Linked DNA regions of Sus scrofa: region 1 is linked to region 2. A link is a contact called in public HiChIP or PLAC-seq data. All regions are on one chromosome and are shown on one strand. Each heading gives the region's core, a stretch centred on a gene start, on an enhancer-like site or on the middle of the called end of the contact. The rest is flanking DNA. Distances are from core to core; before and after follow the strand shown. Region 1 holds the start of APEX1 (apurinic/apyrimidinic endodeoxyribonuclease 1). Region 2 holds the start of RNASE10 (ribonuclease A family member 10 (inactive)).

What was found. HiChIP or PLAC-seq counts read pairs in DNA pulled down with a chosen protein or histone mark.
Region 1: an H3K27ac HiChIP or PLAC-seq map of alveolar macrophages shows a contact between it and region 2. The contact joins the promoter of APEX1 here to the promoter of RNASE10 in region 2. A contact is called at or near these places in 1 of 47 Hi-C or Micro-C datasets (blood) and 1 of 2 datasets of contacts at active chromatin or transcription factors (alveolar macrophages).

The regions. Positions count from the first base shown.
Region 1 is chr7:78,451,117-78,456,660 of Sscrofa11.1, reverse strand. APEX1 (apurinic/apyrimidinic endodeoxyribonuclease 1) reads left to right here and starts at 2,660. Exons shown (of 4, transcript NM_001139471.1): 1 at 2,660-2,849; 2 at 3,050-3,237; 3 at 3,682-3,874; 4 at 4,019-4,812. The coding sequence starts at 2,792. The coding sequence ends at 4,536. OSGEP (probable tRNA N6-adenosine threonylcarbamoyltransferase) reads right to left here and starts at 1,994. Exons shown (of 10, transcript XM_013989066.2): 1 at 1,696-1,994. The coding sequence starts at 1,810. It overlaps TMEM55B (type 1 phosphatidylinositol 4,5-bisphosphate 4-phosphatase), which reads right to left. Exons shown (of 7, transcript XM_003356721.5): 7 at 4,900-5,544.
Region 2 is chr7:78,391,451-78,397,341 of Sscrofa11.1, reverse strand. RNASE10 (ribonuclease A family member 10 (inactive)) reads left to right here and starts at 3,307. Exons shown (of 2, transcript NM_001007111.1): 1 at 3,307-3,358; 2 at 5,135-5,884. The coding sequence starts at 5,140. The coding sequence ends at 5,781.

The sequences.
Region 1 (5,544 bases), core at 1,411-3,910, 60 kb before region 2:
TCCGATTAGACCCCTAGCCTGGGAACCTCCATATGCCGTGGGAGCGGCCCCAAAGAAATAGCAAAAAAAAAAAAAAAAAAAAAGAAAAAAACAGACATTTTAGTAGGGTAGGAAGAGTCCCTTTCACTTTCCTCAAGCATCCTGTCTTCTATGTTTTCAGATAGTTTTTCCAGCCTGTTCAGCTAGACTTACAGCTCTCAGAAATGCCCTCCTTCATACCCAACTCCTACTTAGCCTTTAGTACTCAATTCAAGTGATGCCTACCTCATATGTTTTGGTGATCTTGTGACCCTACAAGCCTGTGCATGATCACATCACTGTATTAACACACTACATGTAACACAGTAATCACAGCATTACTATTATTTGTAATTTTCCCAGTTTAACCACAATTATCTCAAAGCACTAGCTACTTTATTTTTGTACACTTGGTGCCAAAATGTCTAGAAGAGTGAGTGTTAAACACACGTATATATTTGGAGTTCCCACCGTGGCGCAGTGGTTAACAATCTGACTAGGAACCATGAGGTTTTGGGTTTGATCCCTGGCCTTGCTGAGTGGGTTAAGGATCCGGTGTTGCTGTGAGCTGTGGTGTAGGTCGCAGACGTGGCTTGGATCCTGCATTGCTGTAGCTCTGGCATAGGCCGGTGGATGCAGCTCCAATTGGACCCCTAGCCTGGGAACTTCCATATGCTGCAGGAAGCGGCCCTAGAAAAGACCAAAAAACAAAAAACAAACAAAAACATACATATATATTTCAAATGAGTAATCTGTCACAACATCACCCGACTTTCAGAGAGACTTTTCCGGTATATGCAAACCTCCCATGTATGCAGGTGTTTGGGGGGAGGTTATGCAAGACACAACATAACTTACAAATAACATTTCTAAAAGTGGTAATGGGGAGTTCCCATCCTGGCTCAGTGGTTAAGAATCCCACTAGGAACCATGAGGTTGTGGGTTTGGTCCCTGCCCTTGCTCAGTGGGTTAACGATCCGGCGTTGCAGTGAGCTGTGGTGTAGGTTGCAGACGCGGCTCGGATCCCACGTTGCTGTGGCTCTGGCATAGGCCGGTGGCTACAGCTCCGATTCGACCCCTAGCCTGGGAACCTCCATATGCCTTGGAAGCGGCCCAAGAAATAGCAAAAAGACCAAAAAAAAAAAAAAAAAAAAAAAGTTAAAAGTGGTAATGTGTCTGGTGTTTTAATTCTCAAGTACACAAAGAAACATATTATCATTCCCTTTTAAGAATAAGGAAAAGAAGTCCAAAACCAAAGACTGAATATTGAAAAGCAAGCCAGTTCTGGTACTTAAGCTGGGAATCTTTACATTATTTCTCATTCTAGAATATTTTGATTGCATCTACGTTATACTGTTTATAACACCGTAGTGTAAGTTCTGCTTTTATGTCCAGCTCCACAGCAGGATTATACATCTATTTTTGTATTCAGCAGCCAGTTTACAACTGACACATAAAAGGAGCTCAATAAAGGCTGAACGAACTCAGAAGATCCAGATCCAAGTGTCTGTGACTCCTCAAACCATCAGCCTTGTAATGCTAATACTGTCACACAATCTCAGAGTCGGATCAAAAATTGAGGGGACAATGCGCTCCACGCCCTGCTTCACTAACGTTCAGGAAGATGGACGGTGACGGAGAAGCTCGCCGCAAATGACAAGTTTCCTACTAGCGTACCTGTACCCGGAGGCGTGACGTAAGTGCGCCGAGGGTTCGCCAGCACGGTGCCATCCCGCACCACTCCCACGCCAATCTTGTTGGCGCTGCCTTCAAAACCCAACACCGCCGGCATGGCCGAGCCTGGGAGGAAACGCCGGCAGGGCCCCTAGCTACTACTGGAGCCGTAGAGCCTTCACCAATCCGCGCTGGAATGCAGAAGCCAGGTCTCAAAGGAAGAAAACGAGTTCGCGGCTACCAACCGCGCACCAGGACACCAAACAAGTCCCGCGTTTAGCGCGCGGGCCCTCCCCTCGCATCAAGGTCCCCTCGAGGGCCTGTTCTCTTAATTGCCAGGGACCTTGAGCCGGCATCTGCTCGTTAAATTCCTTTCTGCTTCTCTGCCTCTCTCCCATGGTCCAACCCAGCCTTCTCCACTGATTTTGTTCCCTCCTGCACAGCTTTGGGATCTCCGGTCGGGGCGGCAGTAGGAGTCAAGAATCTGGCACATCGATAAACAGCCCGAGAACGGAGAGCTGGGGCCCTCAGTGCCCTGGAGACACAGAGAACTGAGGCAAGGCTGAGCTTTCGGCCACGTGGCACTAACAGACCAATCATCCGCCTTCCTTCGCCTCCAGACACGCATCTCAGATCACGTGACCACACCAGTTACCACGTGGGGACACAGCGTGTTCCATTCTTTGTGCTGGGGTGAGGAGGAGCTTGACTAGACTCAAGCAGGTCAGTTACAGAGGTGCTCTTCTTTTACCCATCATAGGGGCTTCTCTGGACGTCTGATCGGCAAGCCTGAGTCAGGATTTTTAATTAAGTCCCTGGATTGTCCTGAGGCCCAATATCGTGAGGAGGGTACAAGGCAGTATGAAATGATCTAGTCTTGAGGGTGAGGGTCCGAAAGGCGGACAGTGCATGGAGGCGGGGAAAGAATTCGGAGATAACGTGGTTTGAAGGGCGGGACCTGGTGCGGGGGCGCTCTAGAGAGGAGTCTTTCCCCAGCCCTAGCAGGTTTCACGACTTTTTTGCGTCTGTAGGCAACGCGGTAGAAACACTGCTTCGGTGGGCGACGTGGAACTGCTACAGAAGGGCGTTTATTACAGTGATGCCGAAACGTGGGAAAAAAGCCGCGGTGGCAGAAGATGGGGATGAGCCCAAGTCTGGTAAGAGAGTGAAATGGGCCCCCTCTCCGTTTAAGCGGCGGTGGAGATCTCCGTAATTCCCTTGATGAGCGGGAAGTACAGACCATTTGATTCATTTTTGCAGTTTGTGAAGAAGTCGCGGCAACTGCAGGTTCTCAGTAACTGTATATTTAGCTCCGGATCAAAGTTAAAATACCGCCAACGTTTATCTTATTTTATAGAGCCAGAAGCCAAGAAGAGTAAGGCGGGAGCAAAGAAAACCGAAAAAGAGGCAGCAGGTGATGGGGCAGTCCTGTATGAGGACCCCCCAGATCAGAAAACCTCACCCAGTGGCAAATCAGCCACACTCAAAATCTGCTCCTGGAATGTGGATGGGCTTCGAGCTTGGATTAAGAAAAAAGGTTTAGATGTAAGTGGAATGAAGGGAAGGGTAGAAACCGATCTTGGGGTTTAATTACCTTCTCCTATTTCTGTCCCCAGCACTTAGGTTTAATTCTGTCGGTAGTTTTCTTATGGGAGAGGTACAAGGTTTTCACCAAGTCATACCACTTGTATTTCTTAAATGTCATTAGGACAGTTCTACTGTCATTGTCTTGTTTAATGTCATCTCTTCCATAACTAAGGCTTAGAAAACCTCAGCTAGCTCTCCAGTGCCTATAAGGGAAAACAAACTTTTCAGTGTTGTATGTAACACTTTCTTGCCTCCCTGCCACTTATGCAGTTAATAACTGTTTAAATATTGTGACTTAAATTCCTTATGCAGAGACTGTGTCTTACCTGTGTACCTCTAGTACTTAGCATAGATTCTTTAGTAAATCTTCTGAATTGATAATACCTTTCATTTTGCTCACAGTGGGTAAAGGAAGAAGCCCCAGATATCCTGTGCCTCCAAGAGACCAAATGTTCAGAGAACAAACTGCCAGCTGAACTTCAAGAGCTGTCTGGACTACCCCATCAGTACTGGTCAGCTCCTTCTGACAAGGAAGGGTACAGTGGTGTGGGCCTGCTCTCCCGCCAGTGCCCACTCAAAGTCTCCTATGGCATTGGTGAGACCTTGTTGATTTCTAAACCCCAAGCTCTTCTAAACCAATTGCTTGTATCCTGTTCCAGCCCCAGTTCTTCATTCCTTTGTTCTCTGCTGTGCCTTTTCTTAAGCTCCTTTTTTGCTAATTGTTTTATCATCTCTGTAGGTGAGGAGGAACATGATCAGGAAGGCCGAGTGATTGTGGCTGAATTTGATGCATTTGTGCTGGTGACAGCCTATGTACCCAATGCAGGCCGAGGTCTGGTACGCCTGGAGTACCGCCAGCGCTGGGATGAAGCCTTTCGCAAATTCCTGAAGGGTCTGGCCTCCCACAAGCCCCTTGTGCTCTGTGGGGACCTTAATGTGGCTCATGAAGAAATTGACCTTCGCAACCCAAAGGGAAACAAAAAGAATGCTGGCTTCACTCCACAGGAACGTCAAGGCTTTGGGGAATTGCTGCAGGCTGTGCCACTGGCTGACAGTTTCCGGCACCTCTACCCCAACACGGCGTATGCCTACACCTTTTGGACCTACATGATGAATGCGCGATCTAAAAATGTTGGATGGCGGCTTGATTATTTTTTGTTGTCTCACTCTCTGTTGCCTGCATTGTGTGACAGCAAGATCCGTTCCAAGGCTCTGGGTAGTGACCACTGTCCCATTACTCTATACCTAGCACTGTGACCTTTCCCCAAATCAGTTTGAGCCTGGGATATAAGCCAATCAAACTAGCTTTAAACTTCTTACGCCCAAACTTCTTAAAAACTGCTCTCTAGAGAAATCTGCACTGTATTTTCCTTCTCAACTGCAGCTTTTAACCAGGCTTCTAGTAACAGATGTAGGTTTCCTTTAAACCCAAGGATTTTTGTGTGTGTTGGGATGTCTTTTTTTTTTTTAATATTAAAAACTACTGATGAGTTCCTTTGAAATGCCCATGTGAAAATAAAAAGCCATAGTTTCAGCATTGCTGTCTTTGTATTCTACCCCTTTGTGGGGCTACAAATTCCCTTCATGTTTTCATACACACAGATTTAACAACTGGAAAAAGACAGTCATGACCTTATTTATTTACAAGCACAGGATGAGTCCCTAACCTCTCCCATGACAGAGCAACCCTACCCAGCCCAGTTAAATACTTCAACTGGGGGGTAAGGCTGAAAGGAGGAATTATGGGAAATTCAGGACCAGGGGACCATACCCCACATTAAATAGTTATATACATCAGTTCCTGTGGTTCTGTACAGAGCAGCGGCTGACCCCACCCCCACAGGACACAGAATGGGGGGAGAGGAGACTGAGGGTGCTGAGACCAGAGCCAGCCCCTGGTGAAGTGCAATAGCAGCAGCAAGGTCCTAATGGTGCACACAAGGGAGGGAGACCCCCCCAGGGCTACCCACCCCCACCCTGCCCTGGAATGTGTAAGGGACAGGAATGGCTCTCAGGGAGCATATAGGAAGGACAAGGCTAAGAACCATCTTTTAGGACCCAGGTTTAGGGACAATATTTCACCTACTTCACCCTAAACACGGCAACTGTTGGAGAGAAGCAGATGGCTAGTAGTGGTCTTACCTACTCCTCCAAACCTAGGTGAGGGCCTGGCTCCTTCCTACCTCTCCCCAGGGAAAAGAAAGGCAGCTGCTTGGCTCCCCGATAGAAGCCCAGGGAGCCTTTTACCACTGCTCCCTTTATAGT
Region 2 (5,891 bases), core at 2,058-4,557:
CTGTGGCATAGGCCAGTGGCTACAGCTCTGATTAGACCTCTGGCCTGGGAACCTCCATATGCCGTGGGAGCGGTCCTAGAAAGACAAAAAGACAAAATAAATAAGTAAGTAAATAAAATAAAACACCAACCTTCTCCTGAGACTCAGTCTCCTCCAGTCTTGTGACTTTATACCCAGGCCTATGCTGATGTCTCCCAAATGTGCATCTCCAGCTCTGCCTCCTTTGAACTCTAGACTCCTATGTTTACTATGTTCAATTGTCATCTGACATCTTAACTTGCAATTTTCTTTTTTCTTTTTTGTGACATATGGAGCTCAGGGTTAGGGATCAGATCTGAGCTGCAGTTGTGACCTATGTCACTAGATCCTTTAACCCACTGTGCCAGGCCAGGGATTGAACTTGCCTCATGGCATTGCAGAGACATCACCAATCCCGTTATGCCACAGTGAGAACTCCTCAACTTTTAATCGACATGTTACATTTAGCATCAATACAGGGTTAGGTGGGGTGGGAGGAAACTGCAAGGATGTACATCAAAATGTAAATGACAGTCTTGATGAGACTCTTGTGTGTGTTGCTTTATAGTATTATGCACACATTTTATAATGAGCATTAACGCTTGAAAAAACTTTTTTTATTTTGCAATAGTAATTGATTCAAAGATAGTACACAGAGATCCCGTGTATCCTTCGCCTGGTTTCCTCTATTGATTACATCTTACCTGTCTATAGTATAATATCAAAACCAGGAAATGAACATTAGTATAATGTCTGTGTGTTTATGTGTGTGTACTTTTGTGTCATTTTATTTCATGTGTAGATTCATGTAACTACCACAGCAGTCAAGGTACAGAACTAGGAGTTCCTATTGTGGCTCAGCAAAAACAATCTGACTGCTGATAATGAGGATGCAGGTTTGATACCTGGCCTCACTCAGTGGGCTAAAGATCCGGCGTTGCCGTGAGCTGTGGTGTAGGTGGCAGAGGTGGCTCGGATCTGTCATTGCTGTGGCTGTGGCATAGGCCAGTGGCTATAGCTCCCATTCGACTCCTAGCCTGGGAACCTCCATATGCCACAGGTGCAGCTCTAAAAAGACAAAAAGAAAAAAAGATACAGAACCATTTAATCACTACAAATATCTCCCTTGTGCTACCTCTTTAGAGTCACACCTGTATTCTTATCCCTCCCATCCTAAGCCCTGGCAAACAATACTATATTCTCCATGTCATGTAAATGGAATTACACAGTCATGACCATTTGATATTATTATAATTTCACTCAGAATAGTGCCCTTGAGCTCTATCCAGGTTGTCAGGTGTATAGGTATTCCATGGGGTACAAGTACCACAGTTTGTTCAGCCCTTCACTTATTGAAAGATAATTGAGTTGTTTTCTAGATTTTGGTTGGTATGAATAAAACTGCTGTGAATAGTCATGTAGAAGTTTTTGTGTGGATATATGGGGTTTTTTGTTTGTTTGTTTTGGTCTTTTTAGGATCAGACCCACGGCATATGGAGGTTCCCGGACTAGGGGTCAAATCGGAGCTACAGCTGCCGGCCTACAACGCCAGATCCAAGCTGCATCTGCGACCTATACCACAGTTCACAGCAATGCTAGGTCCTTAACCCACTGAGCAAGGCCAGGGATTGAACCTTCGACCTCATGGATACTAGTCAGATTTGTTTCCACTGAGCCATGGTGGGAACTCTGATATATGTTTTTGTTTCTCTGGGATAAATGACCAGGAGTGTGATTGCTGGGTTGTATAATTGTATGTCTAGTATTTTCAGAATCTGCCAAATTTTCTAGCATGACTGTATCATTTTACATTCCCACCAGCAAGGTATGAGAGATCCAGTTCCACTGCATCCTTATCAGTATTTGATCTTATCACTTTTTTTTTGGCTGTGTCTTTAGCATGCAGAAGTTCCCAGGCTGAATCTGAACCACAGCAGTGATCAGTGCCACTGCAGTGACAATGCCAGATCCTTAACAGCTGAGCCACACAGGAACTCCTATCACTATTTTTCGATTTTAGTCATTCTCTGCGGAATGCAGTGATATCTCTCTGCTGTGGATCTCTGGAGTTCTTTCTGTGCAGTCCTGTCCCCTCTGGTTACTTTACAGTGGACTTGAGTGGCCTTTACTTCCTTGGACTCCCAATTCCATCTCCTCAACTCAGAAAGGCTAATAGAGGGAGTTCTTGTTCTGGCTCAGTGGTAACAAACATGACTAGTATCCATGAGGATGCGGGTTCCATCCCTGGCCTCGCCCATTGGGTTAAGGATCTGGCTTTGCCACAAGCTGTGGTCAGAGATGCAGCTCTGATTCAGCCCCTAGTCTGGGAATTCCCATATGCTGCAGGTGCAGCCCTAAAATAAAGAAAAAAGTTGCCTCATGATGTCACTTTCAGCTAAAGTGAGTAGACTCATCATTACAACCCTCCTGGTTTTACTTACCCATGGGGAATGATAGCGATGGTGCTGCTTTGGGTAATCTCATATTTAGGGCTCAGTTATTGGCTTTCCAAAACTTGATATGTGGTTATTGGCTGTGAGTTGAAAAGATAGAGAGTGAAGGGCTGGGATAGGCCTCATCAGTAAAGATATGTAAAAATTCATCATTGACTCAGATACTCTAAATCTTCTAACGACATCATGGTACAGTTCTAAAATGTGAAAATCAAAATAATCACTTTGAAGGGATGACCTAAATACAGGCCAAAGATCTTTTTTTTTTTTTTTGAATTCAATGAATTTTACATTTATAGTTGTATAGCCATCATCACAACTCAGTTTTACAACATTTCCATCCCAAACCCACCGCCCATTCCCCCCTACGCAACCTGTTTCTTTTGGTAACCATAAGTTTTTCGAAGTCTGTGAAGGCCAAAGATCTTGACATTTCAGAAATGACAGGGAAGGGTTAAAGGAAGTTTGTGCAGAGACTATGAGGAAATGACTTGGTTTGAAATTTATAAGGAAGTTCAGGCTACTATAAACCACAGGATAGTGGGTGTAACTCAGGCGTGGAACAATTGATTGGAAAACAAAGCTGTCTGCAGTTTCCCAGGCTGGAGACATTTCCTGTCTTGGATGTCTGGATCTGTTTCAATGTCCAAACAGACTTACTTCAAAGTGTTTATGGGAGCAGAAAGGACAGTTGGCTGCGTGCATTTATTGAGTGCTGGGCCGGGGGCATGGTAATGGGGTTGGGCGTAGGAAGTAAGTCTGGGTTTAAGAGCACATGGATCACAAGGGGATATCCATTTTTCTGCAGACCAGCATCCAGAGAAGGAAACCCTGGGAGGGAAGAACTTGGGAAATAGGAGGACGAGAGCATCTTTGAAGATACTTAGGTATGTAGGTGAGTCACAGTGGTGATGGGTGCTCCAGAGAACAACATGGGGAATTCTCTCTCTTTTTAAAGAATTAAACAATTTTTGAAATATTTCAACTTTAAAGAAAAGTTATAACAACAATACAAGGAACTCCTAAATGCCCTTTATCCAGACACAATTTTTTTTTTTTTTTTTTTTTTTGTCTTTTCTAGGGCCACACTCGTGGCATATGGAGGTTCCTAGGCTAGGGGTCTAATCAGAGCTGTAGCCGCCGGCCTACACCACAGCCACAGCAACGCCAGGTCCGAGCCATGTCTGCGACCTACACCACAGCTCACGGCAACGCCAGATCCTTAACCCACTGAGCAAACACAATATTTTAAAAATTTATTTCCCTCATTAAAACAGTTTTTCTTTCTCACTCTGTAAACACACATGTACACACATACATATAATATCTATTTTGAACCTTGGAGAGTAAGTTGCCAATATCATGCCCCTCTGCATCTTAATATTTCAGGATTCATTTTCTAAAAACAAATATATTCCCTTAAACAATCAGGGTACATTTCAGATTCAATATATCAAACACTGATATAATACTCCTATCTACTCGACTGACAATATTCTAATAGTATCAATTGTCTCAAAGATGTTCTTTATAGCAATATTTTTTCTGGTAGGGGAAATCTATCTCTTTTTTTTTTTGTCTATGCTGGCAGCATGCAGAAGTTCCCAGACCAGGAACTGAACTCAAGCCATAGTAGTGACAATATTGGATCCTTCACCTGCCGAGCCCTAAGGGACCTCTGGGAAGGTCTCTCTTTGATGGGGGCATGAGACTGCCAGAGCAGAATGAAAACTTGTGCTCTTTCTCTCAGTCTCATTAGAATCTTTATTAGTAGGGGATCTCCAGTGGGTCAGTTGTTTGGTTTTTTTTGGTTTCATTCTTTTTTTTTTTTTTTCATGTTCTCTTTAAGAGTACAAAAATTAATCAGCAAGAAATACCCAAATGCTAAGAGAGCTGTAGTAGTAGAAATGAATCTGCCATGACAAGATGTGTTTTAGCAAGATGAAATTGATTATTCCCCACCAACCTCAGTTTAGGTGTGAGAATGGACTAGAGTACTTTTCCTATTCTTTTTGATCTTTTTTTTGGGGGGGGGTAGCAGGGAAAATAAAACATACTTGAATGAACAAAAATAAATTTGAGATAAAAAGAGGAAGATGGTCTCCTATGGTAATTCTAGTCTTTTACTGAGAATAAGACATCTTAAAAGAATTTCTCGCAAGGAAAGAATGACACTGTACTTTTCTTCTTACTCTTTCCTTTTTGGAAGGAGCTAATTTCTGTTTAAGAGTCAATTGAAATTTGCAGTTCTCCTGGGGCATGAATTAAGGATCTGGCATTGCCACTGTAGTGACTGGGGTTGTGCTGTGGCTCAGGTTCCATCCCTGCCTCGAGAACTTTCACAAGCCACAGGTGTGGTGAAAAAAAAGTCAGTGGATGTCAGCTTTCCCCACTGATTCCCCATCTGTGAGTCAGTTGCAAAACTGATTCCACTGGTCATCTTTCAGTTCTGCTACATCCAAATGTTATTACACAGCAACAGGGAACGTGATGGGGAGGAACAGGAGAAATAGGAAAGGATCTCTGCCTTGGGGGGAGTGGACGATGTGGAGAAGGGAGAAGAGACCCCAAAGACTATGCCGTCAGGGTTTAGGAGAGTCTAGGATCGCTACTGGAGCCAGGTTTCTCAAAGTTGGTCCTTCTGTTTCCCTCCTCCTTTCTAGGCGAAATGAAGCTGACTCTGGTGCAGTTCTTCTTCATGATGTTGCTGCTGCTGCTGGGTCTGGGGGTGGGCCTGGGGTTGGGACTTCAGATGGCTGCAGCAGTCCTGGAGGAAAGTGATCAGCTACTGAGTGAGTTTCAGTCCAGTGACTCACAGGACAAGACTCAGGCCACTAAGAAGGGAGCGGGCACCCGAACCATGGAAACCCTGCTGCTTAGTGACAATGTAGTGATGCAACCAGAAGAGACCATCCTTAGTGAAGACGAAGTTGGAGGAAACAAGATGCTCAGAGCTCAGGCTTTCTCCCAGAGCTACCCAAACTATCTCAGGTCTGACCTGATGGATAGGGAATGCAATACCCTGATGGCAAAGAAGATGAAACCGTACAATCACACATGCATATCCCAGTACATATTCATCCATGAGGAACCAGATGAAATCAAAGCTGTCTGTAAGAGTCCTCCTGTTGCCTGTGAGCTCAAGGGAGGCAAGTGTCACAAAAGCGCCCGTCCTTTTGATTTGACATTCTGCAAGTTATCCAAACCAGGCCAAGTCACTCCTCACTGTAATTATGTAACTTTCCTTCTTGAAAAGCACATTTTGATATCCTGTAATGACATGAAAGTCCAGGTAATGTCTGGATCATGAAGCAACTTCTCTTCTTCACTTTCTCATCTTTGTCTTTCTCTCCACTTGCTCTTTTTCATGCAGTTTTCCTCCTTAGGTATTCTGCCAAAAAAAAAAAAAAAAATTCTCTT